Linked DNA regions of Mus musculus: region 2 is linked to region 1. Evidence: chromatin contacts called from public Hi-C data. All regions are on one chromosome and are shown on one strand. The core of a region is the stretch at or near the end of the contact, and the rest is flanking DNA. Distances in the headings are between cores, read along the strand shown.

Region 1 (3,470 bases), core at 655-3,154:
CCAGGGGTCCAGGTTAGTCGACACTGTTGGTCTTCCTGTGAAGTTGCCACCCCATTCAGTTCCTTCAATCTGTCCCCCAGTTCTTCCATGAGAGTCTTCAACCTCCATCCAGTGCTTGGCTGTCGGTGTCTGCATCTGTCTTACTCGGCTGCTGGGTGGAACCTCTCAGAGGAGAGCCATGCCTGGCTTCTGTCTGCAAACACAACAGAGCATCAGTAATAGTGTCATGGATTGATACCTGACCATGGGGTGGATTCCAAGTCACTGGTCGACTATTCCTTCAGCCTCTGTTCCATTTTTGTCCCTGAATTTCTTTTAGACAGGAGCAATTTGGGGTCCAAAGTTTTGTAGGTAGATTGGTGTCCCCATCTCTCCACTGGGCGCCCTGTCTGGCTACCAGAGGTGGTCTCTTCAGGTTCCATATCCCCACTGTTGGATATCTTGGCTAAGATCACCCACATTGAGTCCTGGGAGCAAGCCCCCACCAGGGGGTCAGGGTGGGGAGTGGGGGCTATGGGGGTGGGGAGCATCTCTAGGAAGTCTCTTGTCTAGATTTTAGATGCTATTTCTATTATTTAACAAGAAGCTACAGAGTGACATGGGGTGGTTGGTACAATTCTGAGCATAGGTGCTATCTTAGAGGTAGCATACCATGATGAACCAGACCCCCATGTTAGATGCTTTATCTCTGGCCTGAGCCCTGAGCATCTCAGCGCCCTTTTGAGCAACTGTGTGTAAGAGTGTACATTTGCAAACAAGGGGTGGTAATGTGGTGCTATGCGTATACCTTCTTCCTCCATGTCATGAATCATACCCTGACTCTTATTAGGACATACAGATTCAGTATAGAGATGGGCAATAGAACAGTTGGGCACAAGAAGGGGGGGTAGTGTGGGGCAGTGGGCATGGGAGAATAAAGGGATTGGGGGAAAACCTGCATCCTGCCAGAGAGTTCTGGTGCTCTGGGCAGACAGACGTGGAGGACTGCCACATGCTTTCCACATGGCCCCAGGTGGGTGTCTGGCTGTGGGAAGCTATGGACCCAGCCCATGGTGGGGGGTAGGGGGTGGACAAAGGGTAGTCCTAGGTCTCTGGGCCTCAAAGAGGCCAGAGATAACAGATTCTCACTCTCGGGCATCCCAGACACCACTGGTCACCACAGAAGAGCTAAGAACAAAATGGGGGCCCCGGGGAAGGCTTGGTCAGCGCCAGGGTGGAAGGGAGGATAGGGCAGGGAAAGAGGGGGTGCTGGTTGATTCCCACGCGGCTGAGAGACCTTGGTCTGGTCCGTGGCTGGAACGCAGGAAGGCCTTCTGGCAGGAGGTTAGAAGAGGTTCTTTAGGGGAAAGCCTATGCCATTGTTCTAGCATGGCAGACCTTGATGAGCAGGGAGAGTCTATGGTTTTAGAGCTTTGTTGTAGAAAGGCAGAGAGAAGGAGAGAAGGTAGAAAGAGGGAGAGAGGCTGGCCATGGCCATGTGGAGGGTGGGGGAGGGAAAGAGAGAAAGAGGGCTACAGATGAGAGTAAGAAAGGTGAGAACTTAAAGAGGGAGAAGGGGCCAAGCAGCCCCTTTTATAGTGGGCTGGGCTACCTTGCTGTTGCCAGGTAACTATGGGGAGGTACATACCTGGCTATATTCAGGTAAATGTGGGGGTGGAGTTTAGCCAGAATACCACAAGCTTGGGACATTGTCTATGTGACTTATCGTCACAGAATTATGGAGTTGGGGGCTCTGTGGTGTCAGGCATCTGTCTCTGGAAATGTGGGTCACTGTTCTGTCCCTTGTAGAGTTTCCTACTGGGTCGCTGGAGCAAGCCTCATTCAACCTAAATAGGCTGCCTTTTACAGCCCTACAGGATAGGGCACTTCCTCAAAACTAAACAAGTGGAGGCCAAGGGCACTGGGAAGCAAAATCAATGTCTTCCTGATTCTGTTGAAGCCAAACCTTGTGGGCTACCACTGCTTGCTGGTTCCCCATTAATCTGGCTCTCTAGTCACCTGGTCACCCATATTTCTCCTTCTTCCTCAGCAACCAAATTTGACTGCAGTTAAAAGCTCAAACCTGAGCTGGTGGGATCAGAAGTTTTCTCAAGAGCAGTGGTTTAAATGGCCATCCTAGGAATCCCTTTTATTGCTACTATCTATCTACCTACCTATCTATCTACCTATCTATCTATCTATTTAATTTTGAAGTTAAAATTAAATATTTCCCCTGCTTCTTTCCTCCCTCCAACATTTGCTCTTTTTCAAATCCACAGCCTCTATTTCTTTGTCATTACTCTCTCTCTCTCTCTCTCTCTCTCTCTCTCTCTCTCTCTCTCTCTCTCTCTCTCTCTCTCTCTGACACTCTCTCACCTCTCCCTCTCCCTATCCCCCCTCTCTCTCACACACACACATATTTCCAAATGTATAAACACACTTTGCTCAGCCCATATAACGTTGGACATATACTTGTCTACATATGATTCCATGATTCCATGACTAGCAACTTTGTATTTGTATTGGATAAGCTATTAGGGGTCTCCTCCCCCCCCCCAGACTAATTCTGCTCTTGGTATTCCTGACAGTGGCATTATGTGCTCTCTTTTTTTCAATGTGTTGTTGCTTCATTGCTGTCTATAACCACAAGAGGATGCTCTGACAACATGCCTAAGGGGACAGAGAGAAAAGCAGAAAGCACTTGAATTATTTTTTTTATTTTTGAGAATTTTGTACATGATACAATAAAACATTCTATCTACCCACTCCATTATCTCCATACTTCCAAACATACCTGTTTTCAACTTCATGTCTTTTTTGTTTGGTTATAACCAAAGAGTTCAGTTAATGCTACTTATTCACACATAGGCATGGAGCCATCCACTGGAGCATAGGGATTCTACCAGGGGTCACATACTCAATAAAGAATGATCCTCCCTTCTCCAGCCATTGTCATAGCTCCATAGCAAGTGGTGCCATTGACTAATCTGAATTCTATGCTGTAACTCTCCTCTGGTTGCTTTTGCCTTCAGTAGGTCTTGCACTGGTAACAACAGCTGCTGGGATTTCATGACTACGACAGCCACATCCTGTCCAGAAGGCAGCATCTCTCAGCACTCTCCCATCCTCTGGCTCTTCCATCCTCTCCTCCTCTTCTGCAATGTTCCCTGAGCCTTGGTGATGGTGCTCATGGCAGGGACAGGCAATGCAGATGCCCCAGTTAGAGCTGAGCACTCAGCCTCTTGTTCTTGGCATTTCAGTCAGTTCTGCATCTCTCCAGTGATTGGTTTCACAGATCAAGGTTGAGAGCATCCCAGGTCTGTTGGTATCAGGATGTGGGCAGACAAGAGAAGGACCTAAGCATTGACTCCTCAACAGTAGCATTGTGGACTCAGCCAACCTTAGGACTGCCTACCCTGCACTTCTTCCTGTCTGAGAGGCTAAGTCCATTGCTTTTGAATATAGTCTTACCCAGAATCTTGCCAGTTGCT
Region 2 (3,470 bases), core at 479-2,978, 460 kb before region 1:
CCTTGAATTGTACCTTTGCTCTCTGTCTTATTTCTGCCTCACTACAGGCTGAGAGACACTGCAGCCATCCAATCATGGACTTTAAACTAAACTGTGAATCAAAGAAAATTATTCCTACTTCCCCCTCTGCATTGTTTGTCATATTGACACCAACAATAACAAGTACAACACAGTTTTATAGAATTCATATGCCATGTAAAAGCATAACATAAATCATCCCCATGTAAGCACGGGCCATAGCCTTCTAGGCAAGTAGCATCCAGTATACCCCTAACATTTGCTTACAAGAATTTGTTTCTAAAAAGGCAGAATCTCTGTCTGTGGATTGTTCTCTGAACAATGATAGAGGATTCACCATCTTCTATTATATTCTCATGAAGGCTACCATGTTCACAATTAAGTTACTAAAATAATGGTAGCTTTATCACATTGAAGCTGAAGAATTTTTTATAAAATCTGGATCCTCATCAACATTGTCAGAACTATGAAGGAGATGGGAAGCCAAGAAACATGAATATACATTTTAGTTCTGTCTTCAAGTAGCTTCATGGCCTTAGACAACTTATCTTTGAAATACAGAAATTATATTGGAGGTGACCCTAATTCAGTGTTGAAGTACCATACATAAAGTCATAGTTGACCACCACAGCATATATTGCCAAGTCTTTTCTTTCTTCAGAATATCAGATGTAGCAGCCCAAGAATTTCATCTAATCATCTTCTTTTTTTTTTTCAGAAAAGAAAACACACAGAAATTAAGTGCATTGTATAGATTTACACAGTGAGATAAAGTTTGGGTTCAACAATGTGTTTTGTCCCCCCTGCCCCGGGGCCTTTGCTGTTCCCCAGTTGGTTCTTGATCTGTCAGTAAAGAAGCCTCGAGACAATTGCTGGGGGCTTGGGGGTCGGGGGAGGAGGAATAGACAGGACGTCCAGGTCCCTAGAGGAAAAGAGACAGGTACAACTCATCATGCTTTGGAGAGAGAAAAGCTAAACAGCCATGTGAGGTCTCAGGAGGAATGGCCACTCACACAGGTGGGTGGTCAGGGATGTTTACTAGGGACTAGATGTATCTGAGCCACTAAAGTTTAGGGCAGGTGGGAGGTGCAGAGATAAGACTATTAATAAGGGCACACTTTTCCAGGTGGAAGATAATAGTACCCAGCAATTGTGCCAAAAGGCAAGTTGAAAATGAGCAGCGTATATGTATTTTATCCATGGATTCAAGGAAAACTGGGTGGGGTCTGGTAACACAGTCCATTCCCAGACCTTAGGCAAGGTAGGGAAAGCTACATGCAACACCCTCTCCCCAACACACATTAGTTATCTACTAGAGTTTACTTAGCTACCAAGAATATGTGAGCATTATGCTAGCTGCCCACACAAACTTTAGTTCCGAGATGAAGGCAACTTGTTCCAATTAAGTAGGATTGTGATGGTTAGTCTTGCAACTCTACATGAATTGACTATATATAAAGGTGTACTTATTAGTAGATTTTTGAATTGCTGTTTTACAGCTTATAATTAGCCATCCTACAGCATCAATACTATGATTCAAAATGCTATCACACTGCTATGAATTCAATCTACTGTTTGCAAATAGAGAGCTTAAGGGTCAGAACCAACCAGTGTTCCAGAGTAATTCTCCTTATTCTAACCCACAATAGCTCAGTTATCTAACTTCCTCCTTGACACTTTTGCTAACAGCACTCTCCTTTTTGCACTATCTGGCAGACCATAAGTATCCTGTCTAAACATGCTCTTATCGTTGTCTTCAGCACTTCCTTTAAGGTTGAAACAATGTTCTATCCTCATTAGCTTCCAAGAATATTTCTTCACATTTCTGTATTAAATTCAATATTTACTATACCTTTTTAAGCATACAGTTCTCCAATTTTGAAGGGTCTCATTTATCTTTACTCCCTTTGGAGCTTGACATTAGCTTTTTTTTTTTTTCCCTCATTACTAAGAATGTACTGACAGGTTTTTTTGTTGTTGTTGTTGTTGTTCTGTGTTATCTATTCAGTCTTCAAACCACAATTTGTCATGGAGAATTGTTGTGTCTCTGCTGGGAGATGTTGTATGATCTGTACTAATGTATTATGCTAGCTAGTGATAATTTACTGTTGAAAAATATCATAAACTTACTCTCTAGTAAACTTGCTGAACTCTCTAGTAAGTTTTAGTAATTTCTTGTTTTACATAGCTTTCATATATAAATTATGGAAGTTTACATTCTCCTAGTCACATTTTTATAAATGTTGATTATTACCTGTGAGAACTACTAGCAAATAATAGTCTTCGTATGAAGAATGCAGAATCTAAAGTGAGACCTGAGTTCAAACCCATTCTATCACCTTCTAAATGACAGCACTGAACAGACTATTTGAGTCATATGTGTCAGGGATAAAAACCAGACACACAGGAGAAGAAGATGTTGGATGAACCAGTACATTCCTAACAAGGGCAGCATGTCCTGATGCCTGTCTGTGAAGGAAAACAATGCATTTAAAGTCAGTCATTCTACACCAAGGGTACTCAACTCTAGATTGACAGCTACTAACTGCCCCATTAGATAATACATCTCTGGAGAGTTTCATGATTACTTATGTCTGTCTCTCACATAACTTGGCAGAGAACCATACACAGAGAGAGTGATCAGTAAATAGGCACTATTGTTCAGCAGAACTGCCCTGATGTTAGCCTTCCAGAACTAAAATCCACAGCTTGGAGGACCTAGTTGGTAAATAACAGTGGCTGGGGTTAAGAAAGGCCAAGGTTAGTAAGATAAGTATATTCATGCCAAGTCAAACAAGACCTCAGCAAAATTATGTCTTATGTTTCTTCACAAGCAACCACTAGGGCATTGCTTTACAAGAGATAACATCTAAAGCTATAAACTATAGATTTGTAAATCATCATTGGACTCACACTGTGACATTATAATTCTAAGATGATATATTTAATCTTTAATATTCTTGTGAGAAGAGGCAGTAGATAAATTGCATGTCAACAGCAAGCCTAGTTTTGTAAAGTTCCCTTATCCTCTTCTGTTGAATTGTTTCTAAAATACTTGGCAATGAGAATTAAGAAAACCAAAAGAGCCCTGTTCGAATGAATTTAGAGATTAGGGTTTGCCGTATTTCAATTTCCTTTCATTTATGAAAGCATTTTCTTTGTAATTGCAAATCTGCCCACTCTATAATAAAATGTGGCATAAAATATTAGACAGCCCTGGGTTGGTTTTATTATGTATTCTATATTCTAAAACATTCACATTTCTAATAATGAATCCATGTATTCTGCCTGCATCCTGGGTCAAAGTATGCTCCTAGGGGATTTTAGTTCACTTCTTCATCCTAAAAATAAGGAATACACTAAGATTTCTCAAAAGCCATATGATCTCACCAGGGATAATTCATACTGGTCAAAACTAAATACACTTCCTCAGACACTTAGTTTTCTTTACA

Evidence for each region. Hi-C and Micro-C count contacts between places; a contact is called where the count stands out from the background.
Region 2: a Hi-C map of the HPC-7 cell line shows a contact between it and region 1, with 6 times the contacts expected there. The contact joins two enhancer-like sites. A contact is called at or near these places in 4 of 39 promoter capture datasets (the C10 cell line, HPC-7-derived erythroid cells, embryonic stem cells and 1 more) and 3 of 484 Hi-C or Micro-C datasets (the HPC-7 cell line, bone marrow-derived macrophages and uterus).

Annotation. Positions count from the first base shown.
Region 1 is chr8:82,841,982-82,845,451 of GRCm38.p6, forward strand. No RefSeq gene overlaps it. Among named protein-coding and RNA genes, the nearest start is that of Gm31545, 6.2 kb to the left of the region's middle. Within about 2 kb of position 1,905, at least 17 of the 459 cell types and tissues checked have an H3K27ac peak or open chromatin away from gene starts, as enhancers often do. A contact at or near this core is called in the HPC-7 cell line, where this site is marked.
Region 2 is chr8:82,386,088-82,389,557 of GRCm38.p6, forward strand. The region is part of intron 1 of Il15 (interleukin 15); the gene reads right to left. Among named protein-coding and RNA genes, the nearest start is that of Il15, 15 kb to the right of the region's middle. Within about 2 kb of position 1,729, at least 19 of the 459 cell types and tissues checked have an H3K27ac peak or open chromatin away from gene starts, as enhancers often do. A contact at or near this core is called in the HPC-7 cell line, where this site is marked.